7 separate regions of the Mus musculus genome follow, and regions 1, 2, 3, 5, 6 and 7 are each linked to region 4. The links are chromatin contacts, called in public Hi-C, HiChIP or PLAC-seq and promoter capture Hi-C maps. All regions are on one chromosome and are shown on one strand. Each heading gives the region's core, a stretch centred on a gene start, on an enhancer-like site or on the middle of the called end of the contact. The rest is flanking DNA. Distances are from core to core; before and after follow the strand shown. Region 1 has its middle 20 kb from the start of AI197445. Region 2 has its middle 13 kb from the start of Depdc1b. Region 3 overlaps Gm32004 (a long non-coding RNA gene). Region 4 holds the start of Zswim6 (zinc finger SWIM-type containing 6). Region 5 overlaps Gm31920 (a long non-coding RNA gene). Region 6 has its middle 62 kb from the start of AI197445. Region 7 has its middle 15 kb from the start of AI197445.

Region 1 (2,823 bases), core at 227-2,726, 440 kb after region 4:
TTTCTGATTTTCAATTTTAAAATTGTGTTTGTGTTTGGGGGTGGAGAATGGGGTATGCTGAAACAGTGGTGTGGATATGGAATTTAGAGAACAGCCTGTAGGAGTCGATTCTCTCTTTCTACCACGTAGGTCCCAGAGTTCAATCTCAGACCATCAAGCTTGGTGGCAAGAACCTTTACTTGTGGAACCATCTCCCCCCTCCCTCCACCCCGGTTTCCTAATTTTAAAGTCCTAGTAAACCAGGACCTATAATAAGAATCACTGGAACTAGACCCAGTGTCATGCTGAAAATTTCCGCTGTGAGGTAGAGGAGAGCTAGGCAGTCACCTAAAAGCATTATCCCAGCCACAGTCTTCCCACGTGGAGTTTTGCAAATCTGATGGCCCAAGCAGCTCACCCTCTTGGTTAGAAAACCATGGTCAGCCAGGACTATTGTTAGACAGACCTGTATACTCAGGGGTCTGTAGGCTCATTGAGGGAATTGGATCTGCTATTTTTTGTTAGTTTGGAGAGTTGATCACATAAGTAGATATTTATTGAGCATGCTCGGTATGTATATCTGATCTAATATTGACATTGGTTTGCTAGCTGTACTGCCCAACGAGAGCAGGCTATTGCTAGGACATTGCATGTGCATAGTTCCAAAGTATTTGCCCAAACTTGGCCATCTCTCTATTTTAAATGATCATGCTTTCTTTACCTGAAATTGAAAAATGGTGAGGGTAGTGCATTAGTAACTCATCTTATTACTGTGACAAAATATCCAAAGAAAGCAACTTAAAGAGGGAAGGGTTTCTTTCATCCCACAGTTTGAGTGTAGAGTCCATCAAGACGGGGAAGTCCTAGGGGCCAATAGAGTTACTAATCGTTGCGTCTAATCGTTGCGTCTAATCGTTGCGTCTAATCGTTGCGTCTAATCGTTGCGTCTAGTCAGGAAGCAGGGAGAGATCAACACTGAATCTCAGCACACTCTCTCATTTCTACTCAGCCTTGGGGTGGTGATGCCACAGTTAGGGCGGGTCTTCCCAACTCAACCCAATTAAAAACAACAACAACAACAACAACAACAACAACAACAGCAACAACAACAACAACAACAGCAACAGCAACAAAAACCTCTTTCACAGACATTCTTAGAGGTTGGTCACTCAAGCGATTCTCAATCCTGTCAACTTGGCAGTCAGTGCTAACCATCACAATGCGCATGCCTTTTGCCTGCGTGCCTTTTGGGTTTCATCCCAGAGTGTGCTTTGAGAATGCTGAGTGTAGTGAGATCATTTGGTATGCTTCATGCTCCCTGCTTTTGCCTACTCCCAGTCCTGGGAAGGATAAGACAGCTTTTCATTAGGAACTGGGTCCAGCCAGCTGGAAAGCCTGGTGAGCAGGTTACATAATGCCAATTACCTCATTAGTCCCCCGTGTTGTTTCTGGAACTTCCTCTTACGTAGAAGCCCCATCTCATCTCAGGCAGCTTGCAACTAACTAGACAACAGTTTCGTTTTGTAAGTGGTGACCTGGACCTTGCTTTCTTGGCATTTATGCCTAGGGTACGGCATGAAGTCAGAGTGGAATTTTCCCAGCCTCTTGTTTTCTTCCAAGTGCCGATGCCTTGGCTGAGGACTGCAGAAAATTTGGATGTGACAGGAAATGCTGTGTGGAGGGACGGCGTGCACAGTCTAAGAGAATGTGCTGTATTGGAACCAAAACACGTTGAGCATAAGGTGCTCCGTGCCCTCTCTGGCAGCTCTTGAACTGCTGGTCCCATTCCTCCAATCCTGTCCTTTCTGTCCTTCTGGCAAGGATGTTCTGGTGTGTTCTCCTAGTAGCAAGGCAAAGTTCTTTTTACTCTAGATGCATTTGCCTGGTTAAAAAAACTAAAGCCCCAGTGAGTATACTGGGATAGACTTTCTGATGGGAAACTTGCATTATATCAAAAATCAGTTCTATTTAGGTGCATTTATACAAAAGAAATAATCACATTCATTCACAGAGGGTTAAGAACAGGGATGTTCATTGTGGGACTGTTCAGATAAAACTAACAGGATTCCAAAGTTTAATGAACAGGACCAAGCAATATCTATCCTCCCATACTCCTGGTTTAGAGGAGGTTAACACCAGGCTAACAAAGGAGCTGAAGAGCTCCCTTGAAAATGAAATGTCTGAAAGCCTTATTCTTTCATTCATCTTTAAGTGTGTTATGTGTTTGCATGTGTGTGTGCATAAGTGCACAGGCCAGTGGCTAATATCTGTTTCTTTCTCAGTCACTCTATATTAACTTTTCAAGACAGGGTCTTTCATTGAACCTGGAGTTCATCAACTCAACTGGACTAGCTGACCTGTCAATAGGTTCTGGAAAGCCGGCACTGGGAGTATAGGCACACACTGTGCCTGTGATTGGAAAAATTCAGTGCTGACACCACAAATGTTCCAGGAAACTGAGATGGTTGATCATCCTACCCTTGACTCAGGATGTGTGGGCAGATCTTCACCGAAAAAATCTATGTAAGAATCACCAGCATGTGTAACTCAATATTGGGCATACAGGACTTTGAGCAATTTTCTATGGGACTCGACCTGAGGACAATGAGGAATAGGCTTTCCTTTTCATTCCAGAGGGTGGTGAGAGCTATAGAAACGGCTGGATTTGAAGGCCATTGATGGCATTGTGGTTACATTAATGTTTAGAACAGATTTTCCAGAGCCTCGTGACACAGGTACAATAGGAACAGAAGCTCAGCCCACAGAACTTCCAGGGGAACTGCCAGCCTTGGGGACATGTGGCTTCTCAGGGAACATTCAGGAGCCAGGACCTATCCCTGGGCA
Region 2 (2,869 bases), core at 74-2,573, 410 kb before region 4:
ACTTCCTTCTCCGAGGTGTTTATAGCCTGAGACCACTTCCCTGCAGAGACCCACCCTACTGAGATGAGCTAAACCCATCTCCTTGGTCAGCTGTATATAAGAAACCTGCCTCTTCATTTGTGTATATAGAATACACCTGCTCCTTTGATTCAGCTTATGAAACACATGTGCTGAGGTTTCAGGCTATTTCTGGTATTTCTCTATCAGAGCACATGGCCCGCGGGATTGCAGCTTTTCTGTATGTGTGTCTGCTGTTTGTTCATTCCCCCTTGGCCACAGTTAGGTCAGTCCCTAAGCTGTGCAGATCACAGCACCCTGCATCAAAAGAATCCAGTGGAAGAAAAGTCCAAGCAAATTCCTGATGTCAACGTAAGGCCTTCACAAGCACACAGGCACCTGCATGCACACATATGCCCACACATGTGCAAATATACACATGCACACACGCCACTCATACATACACACACACACACACACACACACACATCACTCAGAATAATGTTGACCTGGGTATCCTTTGACGCAGTCAAGCTGCTCCATGAGATGAGCTGTAGTTCTCAATTTGAAGCACACAGACCTTTCAGTGATTACCAAACACCACACTAGGTATTGTGCTGAGGCATTTTGCACATACAGCTAAAGTCCCCAATCCATTATCTACCATACTAGAGCTATAACAGGACCCCAGATAAGGCTGGCTTCATCACATGAGCCCCATGAGCCAGTCCACTCCAGTTGGTCTTAGAGCTAACGTCAGAGATTTATTGCAGAACTGGGTTCTACAAACCTAAATGACTCACAAGCAGATAGACTGAGCCACAAGCCACAGGGGAAACAGGAGATGTCTGTACAAACAAGGAAGAATGCAAAGGGATACAGACTTCATTATGCTCAAAATCACCAAGGTAATTTATGATTCAATGTTGTGAATTCTATACCCAGAGGCCTCTAGATCCCATAACTGGTTTATGGTTTTGACTACTTTCTCCGCCAATCTCTGCCTGGTTAATACCTTGATTTCCATTCTTGACACCTGAGACTCTCAGCAGAGGTAGCCACACCAGGTCAGATCACTGTGATCTGAAAGCTGTGAGCCTTTAAGTGTTGTATACAATCCATTAGGCTTGTGTCCCTTCTTGTATAACAATAGAAAACTCATACACATTTTATAGACAAAACTCTCAAGTGTTTGCCTGGTATAGCCACAACAGGACAGTAAGTATAAAAAGAATGTCAATATTTAATGTGTGACTAGCTATAAGGGATGTGGGGGGTGGGGTGGCAGTGAGGGATCAAATGTGGCTTCAAAGTCACTGCAAGGCTGGCAGAAAGACTGAGCCACAAGCCACAAGGAAACTGGAGATGTCTGTGTAAACAAGAAAGAATATGAAGGGATACAGATTTCATTATGCCCCAAACCACCAAGGTAGCTTATGATCCAGTTTTACAAATTCTATACACAGACATACCTAGATTCCATAGCTGGTTTGTGGTTTTGACTATTACTAACAGAGTTTCAGATACTTATGACAAGCACACATTTCTAACCTCAATGAAACTCTCGCCCTGGAAGTCAAGTATAAGCTCTTCCCCAGTTTGTAAGTGACCTCACCCAAACACCTACAATTGCGGGTGCATAATGACCTCGCCATCCTGTGCTCATTGTGTGCCTCTGCATGCTGTACGCTGGTGCATGGTGACCTCACAGTTCTCTGCTTTGCATGCCTATGTATTCTGTAAGCAACGTATACGCTGTTCTGCTATTCGAAAATTCACCAAAGTCATCAGCTCTGATGTTGGAATAACAAAGGCCAGAAAAGGCTGGAATTTAGAGCTGGTGAGATGAATTCCTCGGTAAGCATGCTTGCCATGCAAATCTGCCGATCTGAGTTCAAATCCCGAATCATCACAGAAAAAGCTGAGCATCATAGTGTTGTCTATACACCCAGCACTGGGGGACCGGGGGGTGGGGGGGGTGACAGGGTGGCAGGGTCAGAATCCGGAGGATCTTTGTGGCTTGCTATCAGCCTAGTTCCAGGTCCATTGAGATACTCTGTCTCAAAGAAATAAGGCAGAGAGTGATAAATGGGGCAGACACTCAACTTTCTCTGCCCTCCACACATATGCAAGCATGAGCACCTGTGCGCACACACACACATGTACACTTACACTGCACAAATACACGGTATCGACACAATTTTTTTCTAATTAATAAAAGGAAGTTGGAGTTTAGACATACATTTGGTTGCTAGTGAACCCTGAAAATAAAGAGACCCCCATAGTCATATATATTCACACAAGAAGTGAGGCCACAGCGGTGGAAAGAGAAGCCAATGAGAATGAATGAAGACAGAGGAGGAGGAAGAACAGAGAGAGGGGAAAAGACAGCCGGTCCTCTACTTCAGACACTTTCTCTGCTGCCTTGACCGGGTCCTCTGACCCTTGCCCCTACTACTTCACTGTGTATGAAGGCTTGTCTGTCCACCCCAGCCTTTCCCTCCACAGCTTGTCCTGTGGCTGCAACAGTTATAATAAGGGATCGTCCTCCAGCTACCAAAGGCCTCCTTAAGTTACTCTTAAAGGTACAAGATTAAAGTTTGGCCTCTGCCGAATTACAGTGCACGCCACGTATAATGATGGCACATTCTAAGAGTGTGCTGGCTGCAAACAAACAATGAATGAAAGGCTAAAGTCCCTGGATTAGCGGATGATTTGTCTGAGCCGCAGCATCTAAGCTCAGCTCTGAAAGAAACCTACCAAGCTGGTTAAAATCATCTAGGTTTTAAAAGGCTTCATCACAAATGGTCCCTGAATAGCAAACATATTTGGTGTAGCTGGAGGGCAGGAGGGAGGAGGAGAGAGAGCATCA
Region 3 (2,700 bases), core at 185-2,684, 340 kb after region 4:
CTGTGTAGCCCTGGCTGTCCTGGAACTCACTCTGTAGATCAGGCTGGCCTCGAACTCAGAAATCCGACTGCCTCTGCCTCCCAAGTGCTGGGATTAAAGGTGTGCGCCACCACGCCTGGCTGATTTTTATGCTTTTTATGTGTATTTGCTGGTATCAAAGTAAGGGATTTGCTACTGTGCAGCTACCACTGCGTTCAGATACCGTGTTGGGGCCCGAGGATGTCCCAAACCACTGCTGGGAAATGCCAACTTTTTATAAAAAATTAGGAATTAGCTCGAGCAGCTTGCCTGCTAAGTGAAAAAAAAAATTACATAATTTCTTCTGCACGGCTGCATGAAGCAGAGGTTTTCTTTCTTTCTCCCCCCCACCCCCCGAATGTACAGTAAATCTCAAGTGATTTATGTCATGGCACCTCTCCTTGAACACAATATAACATTGCTACCAAATTTAAATAAAAAATAAATGATGTGTTGTGCTAGGAGATTCTCCTGCCAACAGCTCTCGCACAATTAACACACTGGCAGAATGTGTTGCTAATTCCATGCCACTGGCGTGTTTTCTGCTTCAGAATATAGCAATGAAATCGGGTCAGAGATCCAATAATAACGAGCGTTCGTTAAAATATACAGCTCTGTGTGGTAGATATATTGTAGGCATGGGCGGGAAGTAGAAAGACCCACAGTGGTGCATTAAATAGCTCAGTCCCCCAAATAGAACTGGAAGAATTTGTCTTCAAGCTTCAGCAGAGAGAGAGGGAACAGCATGGAGAGAGAGAGAGAGAGAGAGAGAGAGAGAGAGAGAGAGAGAGAGAGAGAGAGAGAGAGATAGAGAGAGAGATAGTTCATCCCAAGTCCAGGGTTCCATGTTGGAAGAAAGGGCTTAATTATCAAGATCTGGCCACATACAAGGGAGGCAAGGAAACAAGGAAAACATAAACTCAACGAATCATGCAAAATTCTGATTCTGCAGGTTTCTCCAAGACAGTTTCTCTCTCTTCTCTTAGCCTCCTCACATAGGTTCTGTTCTTTTCCACAACAAAAACAGCGATGATGAAAATATTTTGGCAATGTTCAGGGCCTTTCACACCCATGACCCTGACCTCCAAATCAATTTTCTTTATTCTTAACCTGACCTTGGCTTCCATTCTCCCTGGCGTTCAATATTAGTTACAAAATCTTGAGCTCTTTGAGACCTTCTCCCCCTCCCCCAATAACCCTGGCAGGCCACACTTGTGAAGCCCCAGAGAGGAAAGAGAAAGGCTGCTTGACAAAGAGAAATAATAAGGAGATAAACAAGCCCAGTGTGTTCTCCAGGAGTCTCATTTGCACCAAATGCCATTAGCACCGTTATTTTTGCAGAGGACGGTGGAGCCTGCCTTGGCTCCCTGCTTGTGTCAGGCGCTTTGGATAACACCATACATCACCAGGCGGCCCAAGCGCTTCACTTAAATAGTGATATGTAAGGGAGAGCATGTTACATTCAATCCATCAGCCATGGGCTGGCTGAGTGCAGAAGCTGGAAAAATCGCTCACATTTCTCCATTGCTGCCTGCATTAATACCCGAAAGGGAGCGAGCTGAGAAAGGAAAGTGCCAATTTTGGCACACATGTTAAAAAGAGAAGCAAAGAATAGGAGGGAAAGAAACCATCTTCCAAACAAGGTGCCAAGGGGGCCAAGGGAGGCTTTTAACGGAGAAGACTGCTTTTCAAGACTGAGGCATTGACAAGGAGAATGAGGACTCGCTGAGACAAGAGTTCCAGGGTCAGCAGCATGCTTTCCGGAGAAGAAGTTAGCTGGCAGGGGCTATTTTTCTGCAAATTAGGTTTCTATCAAGAGTAACCGTGGAGGAGGAGCGGAGGGAAATGAATTGGAGTCTCTTGAATAATCAGGTATTGTTGGACTGTTGGAATGACCTATACACCGATGTGTGCAAAGACTGTTCCCATCCCTCCTTTCATAGGATGGGAAGCCTCCCACAGCTGTTGACAAAGTGTCCTAATAGGACGTCTTTGGGGATGACAGTGTGGCCCCATGAAACAATGGTCCGTAGAGTGTGGGCTCCACATGGCCAGAAAGGCATGGTCTTTCTGACCACTGCAGGCACGACAGGGCTGTGGGGGGCAGTGGGAGAGGCAGAATCCAAACTCTGGGCAGATTGTGGAGAATTATGACAAGAAGGGACAGAACCAGCTTTCCTTGGAGATGATAGAGGCAGTCCTTGAACTGACAGTTTAGCAGCGCTCAGTACCATATTCAGTTCAAAGGAACATCTGCCTGTGTCCAGTTCAGTTTCTGCTGAGAAGGCTCCCTGCACCCTCTTGCGGCTCCAGTTGTATCCTCCCGACTTAGATATTTGCAAATATGACTGAGACCCATGCTTGTCCATGTAGTCCAGATGCAGGTGAACTCTCAGTCAAAGTTCAGGGCTCCAAGGTGAAGCCCACAGAGATACGTCACAAGGAAGACACTCCTTATTATGCTTGTTTATCTCCTAAAACAAATGTCCTCCAAGCTGATACATTATGTAGTGACACAAAATAGTTAACATGGCAGGTGAGATTTATAGGCCCTTGAAATTTCTCAACTCCTTACCGTTAGGCCCTTGAAATTTCTCAACTCCTTACCGTTCTAAGGTGCAACCCGGTTACATCAGAAAATAAGAAGACAGCCATCCATTTAACACACGCTTTATAAGGATC
Region 4 (2,700 bases), core at 109-2,608:
ACTCGTTTCTCCGCCTCCGCTGGCGCCCGGGCACCGTCTCCCAGCGCTGCTCGCTCTCCTGCTGCCCTGCAGCGGGGAGGACCCGCCGGTCGGGCGCCGCCAATGCTGCAGGGAGCGCAGCGCGCGTCCGGAGCGCCAAGGACTCCAGGTCTCAGCCCCGCCGCAGATTCCAGAGCGCCCGCGGCTGTTGTCCGCCACCGGGCGGCCGTGAGCGACAACCGTCTCGCGTTGGAGAGTTTGCGCGATCCTCTCTGCCCGTGTGTGCGCTCTAAGTGAGCGGCCCGACCCCCTGGGTCTGCAGCAGGTCGCGGCAGAGGGCGACTGGGGCTCTGGGGTGAAGCCGGGCGGGCCGGCTTCTTGGCCCGAAGGACTGAAAGAGTGCGAGGGCGGGGCGGGGCAGGGCGGCGCGGCCGGCTCGGGACGCGCGTCCAGCGGCTGCGGGGCAGCATCCGAGCGCTGCGCGTGTCCGGGCGCTCGATCGACTCGGCTCCCTGGCGTGTCACCGGGCCGGAGCGAACCCGGGGCTCAGGGCTGGGTGCGCTGCAGTTACGCGGGGCAGCCGCGCCCCTTCCCCACCTGGGTCGGCGAAAAGTGAAGTGGAAAACAGTGGCTGAGCTCAGCCCTCCTCCCTTTCCCCCCTGCGCCGCAGCCACGGCCGAGGGTGGGGGAAGTTCGCTTCGCCGGGTTGGAAGGAAAGCAGGCGGCCTGGGCCGCGCCTCCCCCGCCTTCCTCTCGGCCGCGTCCCCGGGGCTTCACGCAGCATTTCTTTGTTTTGAAAGCGCCTCCTCCGCCCAGAGGCTTTTCCCCGCGGGGCCGGCTGACTGGGGGGTGGGGCATCGAGCAGTCGGCCCGCCCTCCATTTAGTCCGGAACCCTCCCCCCTCCCCGCCCCGCGGCGACCCACGAGGAGCGTCCACGCTCGGCGGACATCAAAAGGAGGCAGGGCGCTGGAGGGCTAAGTTGAGTAGACAGGGGGCGCAGAGACCCACCCACCCTTCCCCTTGGCAGACGGCCCGACCCCTCCCGCGGAAACCCCGCCTGAGCCCCGCCTCCCGCGTCACAGCAGCCTGACATTCTCACAGCCCACCGGGCACCCAACCCGGGTGCCCCCGCCACCCCCGTGTCCACGGAGCGCTCTATTTATGTTTCAGCCCAGTGATTTGCATAGGCCCCGCCCCCTCCCCTAGGTTCTCCCTATCGGCGCTCCTCCTCGGCGATGTCGTCACGGCCTAGGCCACACCTCCCGTGCCCCTACAAGGAGCGGCGGGCCCTAGATGGCAGCGTGGCGTCGCCACGGCGTGTGCGTGTCGCGCTTCCTTGTGCCGTTTATAGGGTCCCGGCACTTCCGCTGTCGGGTTAGAAGCGGCGCGGTCATGGCGGAGCGCGGACAGCAGCCTCCTCCCGCGAAACGGCTCTGCTGCCGGCCGGGCGGCGGCGGCGGCGGCGGCGGCGGTGGTGGGGGCAGCAGCGGCGGCGGCGCGGGTGGCGGCTACAGCTCTGCCTGTCGGCCCGGCCCGCGGGCGGGCGGTGCGGCGGCGGCGGCGGCGTGCGGGGGCGGCGCGGCACTGGGGCTGCTGCCGCCGGGCAAGACCCAAAGCCCCGAGTCTCTGCTGGACATCGCAGCGCGCAGGGTGGCGGAGAAGTGGCCGTTCCAGCGCGTGGAGGAGCGCTTCGAGCGCATCCCGGAGCCGGTGCAGCGCCGCATCGTCTACTGGTCCTTTCCCCGCAGTGAGCGGGAGATCTGCATGTACTCGTCCTTCAACACCGGCGGCGGCTCCGCGGGCGGCCCCGGCGACGACAGCGGCGGCGGCGGCGGGCGGCAGCACGGGCGCGGCGCGGCGGCGCGGCGGCTCCTCATCCTCGCCGGCCGCCACCTCAGCCGCCGCCGCCGCCGTCGCCGCGGGCACCGGGACCCCGTCGGTGGGGGCGGCCAGCGCTGCGGACGGCGGCGACGAGACGCGGCTGCCCTTCCGCCGGGGTATCGCGCTGCTGGAGAGTGGCTGCGTAGACAACGTCCTGCAAGTCGGTGAGTCACGGGGCTGCCGCGGGCCGTCGGTCCTTCGGTCTGTCCTCCTGTCCCTCGGGGGTGGGGGAGGGCAGGGTCTCCCCTCCGATCCCCTGGGCCGCCTCGGGTCGGGCGCGCGCGGTGCAGCAGCGGGCGACTCGGACGGTCCCCGGAGCGGAGCGCCCATTTCCTCCCGCTGGTCCCCGCCCCCGTCTCCCCGGACGGGCTAGCGCGAGTGGGAAATGAATCAGCAAGGACGCGCCCCTCGGTGGCGGGGTGGTGGGTGTCGGCGTCCCGGTCGTCTGTCCGGCAGGCTGAGTGCGGGTGTGCGGGGCGGGCGTGGACAAAGGCGCGGGTGGCCGCGGGGCTCGGGCTGGGGCGTGCGGCGCGGGGGAGGGGGCGCGGGCCGCAGACAATGCCGACCGGGGCGCTCGCTCTGCACTGCCCGGCTCGCGTCCTTTCTTCTGGCGCTGCTCCGCGCCCCGCGGTCCGAGGTGGGGTGGTGGCGATCCCTTCAACCCCGCTCGGCCACCGCTCCGCTCGGGGCTCCGACGGCCGGCCGGCTAGCCGGCCGGCCCCTCGTACTCAGGCTGCTTTAAGGTGTCTGCAACGAGCTCCGCGGCGTCCGCGTCCGGGTCCCCGAGCCACCCCGGCCGGCAGTGACGGCCGGCCGGGCCGCTGAGGGGCGCCGCTCTC
Region 5 (2,700 bases), core at 158-2,657, 320 kb after region 4:
TATTATCCCAGCATTGATGAAGGGGACACGGAGAGAACACAGATTTTCTGTCTGCCAGCCTAGCCAAAAAAAAAAAAAAAAATGTGAGGTTCAGTAAAAAGATTTGCCTCAAAAAAAAAAAAAAAAAAAAAACAAGGTAGAACATGATGAAGGAAAACTCCCAATACCCCCCTACCCATCTCCATGTATGCATAGGCACACCCACGCAAATACACGTGTGTTCACCCTTCCCTCCACCCTGACACCCACTTCCCAAGAAACAATAGGAGATGCAATGTGAGCTCTAAGATAAGGCAATATCACATTGTCTTGACCACTACTTATCTTAATGTCAGTAAATTTGATACTATGTTACTCAGCATGTACTACCAGATTAACCAAAATTAGTGTGTGGGGGTGGGGGTGGGGGGGAGAGTGCAGGGCTATCCCTGGGCCTTGGGGGTAAAGGGATTTCCCCAGGCACATAGACATATCATCTAAGGCTCTGGCAGGGATCTGAATTGTCCAGATGGCGGGAATGAAAAATGTGAATTGAGAGACAGCTTATATCCTCACTCAGTGGCACTGGACAGAAGTTCAAAATCTGTTACAAAGAGTGAGTTCAAGGCCAGCCTGAGCAATTGGTAAATAGCTGCTTAATACAGAAGAGTCTGGGTTCACTCACGAATACAGCAAGAAACAGCGGACACAGTGCTGTGAAAGGGAGAGAGAGCTAAACACGGGGATAAGACTTCTGGACACTAGGGATATTCCTGGACGAAAGTAAAAAACACAGTTCCAGCACTTGAGGGATGACTGCTGTTGTGTGGAGCACCCCACGTAGAAGCCTCAGCACTGAAGGGTTACAGTTATGGTCTAGGAAAGCAAGAAGAAATACCCTGACCTTTCTCCTTTGTCTCCTCATTTCCTGCTGATGCTTCCCAGTGACCTAGCTTGTTTGGAAGGCAGTTGGCAAGGCAGTATGGGTAAACAGTCAAAGTCAGGGGCAGAGAATGATAGGATATGGCCCTGATAAAGGACTGAGCAGCAAACACAGGGGTCGGTCCCTGAGAGAGAAAGGGGGGCGGGTGTATGTCGAACAGGAAACTGAAACAAAAAGGAACCACCTGCCAGAAAAACATGAGCTGTGTGACACGGTTTTCCTGCCTGCTCTCAGAGCTCCAAAGCCTGAGGGTCACGGCTCTTCTGGTCTGAGCTGAGCGCAAAAATGCCCGTGTGGAATTTTATAGGAAGCAACATTGTGCACCTTTGGGCAGCCATATCATCATTCCTGGTGCTCATGACGAAGAGGGAAAAGAGTAGAGTCAACCTCGCCTCCTTTGTCTCTTTCTGCTCTTCCTCTCTATGGCACATTCTTTTCACTTTCATGGTCTCCATTACAGCAACAGTGCTAGTTCATACTGTGTGCATCTGCTGGTGGTAGCATTGCTTGCTTTAAGCACTAGCAGAGTTGCCTACTGTGAATCAGATGGGAGGATGGAGCAGCCACACACACACACACACACACACACACACACACACACACACACACACACACAGAAGGTGTCAAGCACATCATGACCTGTAGCCTGTGTTGGACCAGAAGCAGTCATCTGGGCAGGTTGTGAGAGAAGCTCTCAGACCACGTAGAGGCAAGCGAGGAAGCACAGATGGGGATCCAAGACTTCTTTAAAGCTTGAGTTGTATCACAATCCCCTGTGTTCTTTATTTCATTTCTTGGAAACTAACTTACCTGCATCTCTTTCTTGGCTTCCTCTTAGCCAGAGGCATTAGAACTAGATTTTTTTTTTTGGTCAGTTGTGTCTTTCATTTGAGAGTGAAATATGATCAGTTATCGCAAACAGTGGAACATGTTGAGCGATATGTCACCAGTGAGCCAAAGACCCCAGAGTAATGTCCACAAGCTTGTTGAAAACACAACAATTAAATGCCCGTTCAACAAATCTCTTTTTATTTGATTCCTTTTCACTCTCCCTTTGTTTCTGACCCAATATTCAATACACATTGAAGCAATAAGAATGCAACCACCTTTCCTAATTGTGCAGGTGCCTAGTAACCATTCAAAGGAGGTTGCCTAGTGTTTGTATGAGATCCCTGCATCATGCATAGAACAAAGTATATGTTTTCAATGTGCACAGTGATGGTCGGTCCTTCATTTTTTTTTTCACTTTTCTCATCTTCTATAGCTGCTTTTAGTAAAGGACCATTTAGTCTCCAGCCTCTGACCCTGTGAGCAATGGAAAATTTGGCAAGACTCAAAGGTTTCAGAATATGTAATGACAAAAATTAGTTGAAAATCAAATGCCCCACGAACCTATACCACATCCTGTGGCTTTGCTGCAGCCTTAATCCTGCACATAAAACATGTGCATTTTGTACTGCACATGATATCACACGATGCTATGGGAATCAATGCTTTCTGAAATGCCCCAGATCAGATTAAAGTCATGCTATGAATTATGGTGGTCTTTTGTTTGTTTGTTTACTGTACATATAGAACTTTCTGTTCCTATAGATGATTATTAATTATAAAAATAAAGACTTTCAATATGTTCCTATTCTCATTCCTCATGTAAAGATAAAATTAGTATATCTTTAGAATGTATTGGGTTAAAAATCTTTGATTTTAAGAGTAGCTGTTTGAGTGGCTGACCAGAGTTTCACAGAAAGGTATTAAATGAATTTTCACTTGGAATTGGG
Region 6 (2,847 bases), core at 212-2,711, 480 kb after region 4:
AGGCAAGACATTCAAAGTCAGTTTTGCATACATGCACACACACACACCAGGCAAGGACACTCACCAATACATACATATGCACACGAAAGCATATACCACATACACAGTTACATATACACACACATTCACAGTGATATATATCTAGATTATTGAAAATGTTGACCAGAGGATACAACCTGTTAGTCATATGGTATAATGTGAATTGTAATGGATGTGAATTTTATTTTAAGAATCATCATAAAAAATGTATGTCCTCGGGACTGTCTCTGATTCTGTTGCCTGCCATTGGATCACCTTCCCCTACTTGGACTGCCTGGTTGGGCCTCAGTGGGAGGTGTCTAGTCTTGCTTGAACTATATGTCCCAGGGTGGGGCAGTGCCCAAGGGAAGCTTCCTCTACTCTCAGGAGAAGGAAAGGGATTTGCAAGGACAGGGCTGGGAAGAAAAGAGGGAGGGGGCTCGGACTGGGATGTAATATGAAAAAGAAAAATTATAAGAAAAAAGGAAAAAAAACCCAAAACCAAAAAACATGTGTGCACTTGTCAAATCAGTATGCCTTGATCTTTAAACTTTGAGTATGACCTTTAAAATTGGATCCTTAAAATTAGAGTATGGACTCTCAGCTATATGATGAGCAAGATCTGGGACTCTTGGTGTTTGGCAAAATTGGCAATGAACATTAATCACCCTAATTACAATGATGATTATACAATGCATACACATATCAAATAATCATAATATAAATAAATATATATGATTTTTTTGTCAATTTAATATTTTTTAATAAGAATGTTTAAACACTCAGAATACTGGATTCTGCCCTCTGAGTTTCTGACTCCCTATCCCTAGTGTGGGGTCTGGGACTGTCAAGTCTCAACAAGTTCCCAAGTGACATTTTTGGTGCCTTTCCAGGAAACCATATTCTGAGAATATGAAGGTCAGGCGTTGGTAAGCTTCTTCTATAAAAAAGTAAATATTTCAGGCTTTATAAGCCACAGAGTCTCAGATATGACTGCTGCTGAAATTGGTTACAGCCACATCCCAGGCAGCATGTGACACTATGGGCTTATATTTCAATAAAGCTCTGTTGATTTAAAAAGGCAGCCAGCCATGTTTGGCCCCCACAAAATCACTTGCCAACTCCTCCTATAGGTAAAGAGGGTCCCGGCAGAAGCACATATTATAGACAGATGAAGTTTAAGCCATAAATTCCAAATCTGAAAATAGACTTACTAATCATTTGGATCGCCTTGTCCCAAATGGGCTTGTGGTGACAGTACCTTTAGAATGGCTTTCATCGGGAATGAATTATAAAATACAGAAAGTCAAGAAGGCAGGAAGGAGACAAGGAACCTCACTCACTGTGTCCGAGAGAGAGATTATCAAAACTGCAGAAGACAGTTCAGTGTTGGCTGAGGAGGCAGTTAGCTAAACGGTTCTCATGGAAACCAAATGTACCAGTTGCATGAGAAATAGCTGACGGGATGGGAAAGGGGGCTGCTTGATCCTGTCAGGTAGCTGCTAATTAGCAATCAAAACCTAATTGAGATTAACAGCTGTTTTTCTAATACAGCTACTAACGGGGATGCAGAAATGGCATGAAGACCATCCAAGCTCTACAAGCTGGCATTTTAACATTAGAAAACAGGAAGAGCAGAGCAACACACCAAGCAACAGGAAGATGAAAGTGAGCTGTGTACACAGAGCTTAGCTGACAGGCCAAAGAGGGCTGGATCCAGAGGACCAATTAGGACATACACACCAGGGCTGGAGGCAGATAAAGGGGCCAGATACAAACAATTTCTGAGCATCTATTCACTGGCTGCTGGGGCTGAGCCAGAGCCTGGCTGCTGTGGAGAGAAGGGCACATTGGTGCAGCTCTCCTAGCTGTCAACAGAGCCCCTGGATTAGACTGGAAATCCTTTCAAATGCTCTGTCTGAGTACCATCCGAGCATCACCTCTGCATGTAGAAATATCTGTGTCACCCCACGGGACTGAACCTGTGACATTTCTACTAGGTGAGGCTTATCAAACGGTTAATTTCTCTTTGACACACTCTCAGTGGCTTTTCTTTTGCCAAGGCAGTGTGTAGCTCTGAATGAGCTTCCTTAATTAGCACCACTAGCAGAACCAGTGGCTGCTATCAGAAGTACAGGCTGGGACTAGAGGGAGCTTGAACACAGAACAAAAAATCTAATCAACGTGGTTCAAGACTGGTAGACCAGCTGTCCCAGACAAAGGAATCTACATACACCTTGAGGAACATGCAACGCCTCCTATGTGCTGGGTGCTAGACTAAGTACATGGCATACACATAATTGTCACAACACTGCTGGGGAGTGCCTTCATCATACAGAGGAGAAAGCAGAGTGGTTAAGATGTGCCCCTGGTTTACACAGCTTTAACTGATACAGGTGGATTTGAACCTGGGATGCTTCACACCACGGGTGAAGTCCAACAATAAATACTGTTTGGTCTGGAATCTTAGTGGACAAGCCAAAGTTCAGACCTGACCTCTTGGGTTAGGACCTGCACCAGAACAGACCGCTGTCCTTCCTGTGCCTATCATGTTTTAAGAACCCTTGGTTTTTCTCTATCCCCTCATATAGATAGATGTCACAGAGATATACTAATAACTCACCAATATTAAGAGCAGAGGTCATCTTGCAATAACAAGGATATGCTGCCGTTGACTAGCGGGAGGCATGAGATGGGGAAATGGCCTCAGTTCAATACTTTTTCTTCTTTAGTCATCGATTCTGTTTTCTGCTGTTGGCTTATTTACACAAAGAAGCCTTGTTTATTTTTCTTCCAACTCTCTCTGCCACAGGCCATTTTCACAGCCTT
Region 7 (2,925 bases), core at 90-2,589, 410 kb after region 4:
ACTTCAGCCTCCTCCGCAGCCACTTACTGTCTCAGCAACATGGCTTGGATGTGAATAGAAAGAGTACAGGAGCGTCTTCTGAGAGGGGCTCAGGATGCCTGCATCTGCCAGGGCTTAGTACTTCCAGCCCTTCACACAAAGGGCCCATGCAGGCCACCAGGCAGTGGCTCTGGCCTTCTGTTAGTTTTACAGGTTGCCCTTGTTGACCTGTCCTGCCCAGCTGTTGGTCATGCCCATGTATCAGCAGCACTGGTGACAGGGAAGGGGACTTCCCATTTACTCTGACAACAAGGGACTGGGCACTGCCAGCTCATCCTGTGATTTCATTTCCACTCTCAGCCTGTGAGTCAGAGCGGGGCAATTACTTAGAGCCTGTGTGTATTGTCCAGGATAGCGCTGAGCACAGGAGCTAACCATGTATAAGAACTGAGTGGGCTTGCTCACAAAGCCATTTCCTTCCCTTGAAATCAAACTTAATTAAAAACATGTTAGCCCCATTCTTCCCAGGGCCAGCACTGCCCAGTGCAATGTGTGATCTGCCTCTAAGGGCACCAGTGTGAGGACTCCTGTGCCAATGGCTCAGAGTCGTATGGTGCCCTACCACACTAAAAAAGAAAAAGGAGATTTGCCCAGATAAACAATTTTATGTTGGAAGTGGGCTGAGATGAGTTTTCCCAGGGACTCAGGTATAGTGTCTCATGCCTATAATTCTCAACACGTGGGAGTTTGCAACAGAGGGATTGCCCTGAGTTTAAGGCCACAGCTGCATAATGCATTTTAGGTCGGTCTAGGCTACAGAATGAGACTTGGTCCCCACAGCAAAGCAAAACAAAACAACCCCTCCAGAAATAATAAAAATAAATAAAATAAATAAAAATAGAACTTTAAAGCAGCTACCACAAGCACAGCTTTGTGAGTTTTCAGTGTTCTTACTTGGTTGAGCAGAAACTCCAGTTGTCAAGTCATTGTTGCTTATTAGCTGATGTGGTACCTCATCTGCTTCCAGGGAGTTTATGGCAGGCAATTTATAACACCTACCTTAAAACCAGAAGGAGCCAAGCACTGCCTTCAGGGAGTTGAACTTGCAGTGTGAGAGACTTCTCAGCTACATGGGGGCCTAAGGAGCTTTTCCCTCCAGCAAAAAAAAAAAAAAAGTACCAAGAAAATGAGGTCTAGGTAGGCATCTCTAGGCTCCTTTCAGAACATCTTCCAAGCTCTGGCGGTACAGCCCAGGTCTCTAGAGGGAGGGGCCTGACTCTTCCCCAGGTATCTGACACACCCTGCAGGCTAGCCTGGGGAACCAGTGCTGTTAGCCTCCCAGATGAAATCCCAGGGGAGACGGGAGAGAGGCCTAATCAGAAGAGGCGGGGAGTGAGGCTCAGTGAGGCAAGGCAGCAGCCTGTGTGCGAGTTGAGCTTTATCTCTGAAAGGAGAGCAGGATGTGCCAGGCAGGGTTTTTAATATTCAGGTTGGAAAGGGTTTTAAATGCGACTTGGCATCATCGGCAATAATCTAGTTTAATTTAATTTGCTGCAAAAAGATGCCACTTGTGCCTCTTACGCCGATGCGTGAGAAAATGTCCCCCACTCCCTCCCACACACACTTTCGTCCTGCTCTTTGCTAAATGCCTTGGCTACATTCCTGTGGCCAGAAGGCTCCCAGGGCAGGACACTGGAGCTACTGGTGCAGCTGGGGCTCATTCTCTTTATCCACATGGCCCAGGTCACTGGACTCAGCTCTGCTGTTTTCATCTCATGGGGGACGACTGATAGCCCAGCCACTACTGTGAGTTGTCCTCTGCTTCATTTCTCCTCCTGATACCTGTCAGGCACTGAGATAAAGAGGGCTTGCCGGCATCCTCAGTTGTCACCAACCGCAGCCAGGCAGTCCAGGCTCAGTGGCCTAGCCTCTCCCTATTTCCCATTTCTAAATGCACCGCATTGATTTGCACTAGCACGTGCAGCCTCCGAATAATTGACAAACCTCCCTCCTCAGCATAGCCAATGGGATCAGATGAACAACTGGAATTTCAGCCGCTCCACCCCCCTTATCCCATGGAGACTAAGAAAAAAAAATTGCACATCTAGGAACAATATGTGCAAGCGTGGTCTCCTGGCAATTTGCAGCCAATTACAAGTGTACATTGCTTTGCACAATGGATGTGCTGCAGAAAAGGTTATATGCAAATCGAATTTTTGTAAATTGAATTATATTTAACATGCACCAAGGGAGTGGGCTATTTTAGGGAGACCAAAGTTGAATTCATTTTATGGGGCAAGGAACCGTTTTTTTTTTTAAAAAAGCAAGTTACCATCCGTGTGTGTGTGTGTGTGTGTGTGTGTGTGTGTGTGTTTGTGTGTATGATAAGATCGGTATTTATTATGTTGGACTTTTCTAAGCTACAGCATACCTACCACATTAAAGTCATAATAATAAGATAGGGAGAGTGTCCTCTGAGGTCTAGAGGTAAGAGAAGAAAGGTGAAAACTAAGGGCTCTGCTCCCATGGAGGAAGATGAAGGAGACAAAGGGAGACTTGCCAGCATCAGTCTGTGAGCTTCCCTACTGTGCCATTGTTGTTTGGGGTCTAAGTCAGAGTGCCAGTCACACTCTTCTCACCTGTGAAGGCACAGTCTCCCCTTCCCCCATGACATTATATAACTGTGGCCAGCCCAGTCAGGGCCCTGTTCACCTTTAGATGGTCTCAGCCCAGGACTCAGGGCCTTTCTGCTCTGTAAGGTCTCGGCAAACGTCTGGGACCTGAAAGAGCACACAGGGAAAGTGCAAATCAAAACTAACAAACCCTGAGGTAAGGAGCGGCAAACTGTAACACTGTGTCAATTTCATTAACTGTCAAGTTTAGTATTCATAAAAATTTAATTACCTAAGTATTAGAACAAAAGAAACACAACCACCATTACTCATG

The links. Promoter capture Hi-C pulls out the DNA fragments that hold promoters and counts their contacts. A called contact is a pair of places that touch in the nucleus more often than the background predicts. HiChIP or PLAC-seq counts read pairs in DNA pulled down with a chosen protein or histone mark.
Region 1: a contact with region 4 is called in a promoter capture Hi-C map of hippocampal neurons, with 9 times the contacts expected there. The contact joins the enhancer-like site here to the promoter of Zswim6 in region 4. A contact is called at or near these places in 14 of 39 promoter capture datasets (3T3-L1-derived adipocytes, the HPC-7 cell line, cranial neural crest and 9 more), 18 of 484 Hi-C or Micro-C datasets (3T3-L1-derived adipocytes, the AML12 cell line, the Patski cell line and 12 more), 14 of 115 datasets of contacts at active chromatin or transcription factors (SST interneurons, bone marrow-derived macrophages, craniofacial prominence and 10 more) and 1 of 9 other capture datasets (adipose tissue).
Region 2: a FOXA1 HiChIP or PLAC-seq map of pancreatic cancer cells shows a contact between it and region 4. The contact joins the enhancer-like site here to the promoter of Zswim6 in region 4. A contact is called at or near these places in 7 of 484 Hi-C or Micro-C datasets (CD4 T cells, CD8 T cells, Sertoli cells and 4 more) and 3 of 115 datasets of contacts at active chromatin or transcription factors (embryonic stem cells, memory CD8 T cells and pancreatic cancer cells).
Region 3: a contact with region 4 is called in an H3K4me3 HiChIP or PLAC-seq map of embryonic forebrain, with 4 times the contacts expected there. The contact joins the enhancer-like site here to the promoter of Zswim6 in region 4. A contact is called at or near these places in 10 of 39 promoter capture datasets (the 3T3-L1 cell line, 3T3-L1-derived adipocytes, the HPC-7 cell line and 6 more), 2 of 484 Hi-C or Micro-C datasets (cerebral cortex and forebrain) and 10 of 115 datasets of contacts at active chromatin or transcription factors (CD8 T cells, craniofacial prominence, embryonic basal ganglia and 7 more).
Region 5: a promoter capture Hi-C map of hematopoietic stem and progenitor cells shows a contact between it and region 4, with 2.4 times the contacts expected there. The contact joins the enhancer-like site here to the promoter of Zswim6 in region 4. A contact is called at or near these places in 11 of 39 promoter capture datasets (the 3T3-L1 cell line, 3T3-L1-derived adipocytes, cranial neural crest and 5 more), 4 of 484 Hi-C or Micro-C datasets (B cells, Th1 cells and cerebral cortex), 12 of 115 datasets of contacts at active chromatin or transcription factors (CD8 T cells, bone marrow-derived macrophages, embryonic basal ganglia and 9 more) and 1 of 9 other capture datasets (embryonic stem cells).
Region 6: a contact with region 4 is called in a Hi-C map of forebrain, with 5 times the contacts expected there. The contact joins the enhancer-like site here to the promoter of Zswim6 in region 4. A contact is called at or near these places in 1 of 484 Hi-C or Micro-C datasets (forebrain) and 6 of 115 datasets of contacts at active chromatin or transcription factors (bone marrow-derived macrophages, craniofacial prominence, embryonic basal ganglia and 3 more).
Region 7: a contact with region 4 is called in an H3K4me3 HiChIP or PLAC-seq map of bone marrow-derived macrophages, with 5 times the contacts expected there. The contact joins the enhancer-like site here to the promoter of Zswim6 in region 4. A contact is called at or near these places in 16 of 39 promoter capture datasets (the 3T3-L1 cell line, 3T3-L1-derived adipocytes, the HPC-7 cell line and 11 more), 2 of 484 Hi-C or Micro-C datasets (cranial neural crest and embryonic stem cells), 12 of 115 datasets of contacts at active chromatin or transcription factors (bone marrow-derived macrophages, craniofacial prominence, embryonic basal ganglia and 7 more) and 1 of 9 other capture datasets (embryonic stem cells).

What each region holds. Positions count from the first base shown.
Region 1 is chr13:107,448,529-107,451,351 of GRCm38.p6, reverse strand. No RefSeq gene overlaps it. Among named protein-coding and RNA genes, the nearest start is that of AI197445, 20 kb to the left of the region's middle. Within about 2 kb of position 1,476, at least 83 of the 459 cell types and tissues checked have an H3K27ac peak or open chromatin away from gene starts, as enhancers often do. A contact at or near this core is called in SST interneurons, adipose tissue, cerebellar granule neurons and 11 more, where this site is marked.
Region 2 is chr13:108,301,920-108,304,788 of GRCm38.p6, reverse strand. No RefSeq gene overlaps it. Among named protein-coding and RNA genes, the nearest start is that of Depdc1b, 13 kb to the left of the region's middle. Within about 2 kb of position 1,323, at least 54 of the 459 cell types and tissues checked have an H3K27ac peak or open chromatin away from gene starts, as enhancers often do. A contact at or near this core is called in CD8 T cells, memory CD8 T cells, pancreatic cancer cells and 1 more, where this site is marked.
Region 3 is chr13:107,545,150-107,547,849 of GRCm38.p6, reverse strand. The region is part of intron 1 of Gm32004 (a long non-coding RNA gene); the gene reads left to right. The region is part of intron 2 of Gm31920 (a long non-coding RNA gene); the gene reads right to left. Among named protein-coding and RNA genes, the nearest start is that of Gm31920, 5.5 kb to the right of the region's middle. Within about 2 kb of position 1,434, at least 22 of the 459 cell types and tissues checked have an H3K27ac peak or open chromatin away from gene starts, as enhancers often do. A contact at or near this core is called in embryonic forebrain, forebrain and hippocampal neurons, where this site is marked.
Region 4 is chr13:107,888,722-107,891,421 of GRCm38.p6, reverse strand. It overlaps Zswim6 (zinc finger SWIM-type containing 6), which reads left to right and starts at 1,358. Exons shown (of 18, transcript NM_145456.3): 1 at 1,358-1,818; 2 at 1,820-1,828; 3 at 1,831-1,836; 4 at 1,839-1,841; 5 at 1,844-2,025. The coding sequence starts at 1,373.
Region 5 is chr13:107,567,253-107,569,952 of GRCm38.p6, reverse strand. The region is part of intron 2 of Gm31920 (a long non-coding RNA gene); the gene reads right to left. Among named protein-coding and RNA genes, the nearest start is that of Gm32004, 3.2 kb to the right of the region's middle. Within about 2 kb of position 1,407, at least 34 of the 459 cell types and tissues checked have an H3K27ac peak or open chromatin away from gene starts, as enhancers often do. A contact at or near this core is called in CD8 T cells, Th1 cells, hematopoietic stem and progenitor cells and 1 more, where this site is marked.
Region 6 is chr13:107,406,460-107,409,306 of GRCm38.p6, reverse strand. No RefSeq gene overlaps it. Among named protein-coding and RNA genes, the nearest start is that of AI197445, 62 kb to the left of the region's middle. Within about 2 kb of position 1,461, at least 50 of the 459 cell types and tissues checked have an H3K27ac peak or open chromatin away from gene starts, as enhancers often do. A contact at or near this core is called in embryonic basal ganglia, embryonic forebrain and forebrain, where this site is marked.
Region 7 is chr13:107,483,220-107,486,144 of GRCm38.p6, reverse strand. No RefSeq gene overlaps it. Among named protein-coding and RNA genes, the nearest start is that of AI197445, 15 kb to the right of the region's middle. Within about 2 kb of position 1,339, at least 65 of the 459 cell types and tissues checked have an H3K27ac peak or open chromatin away from gene starts, as enhancers often do. A contact at or near this core is called in the SN4741 cell line, bone marrow-derived macrophages and embryonic limb bud, where this site is marked.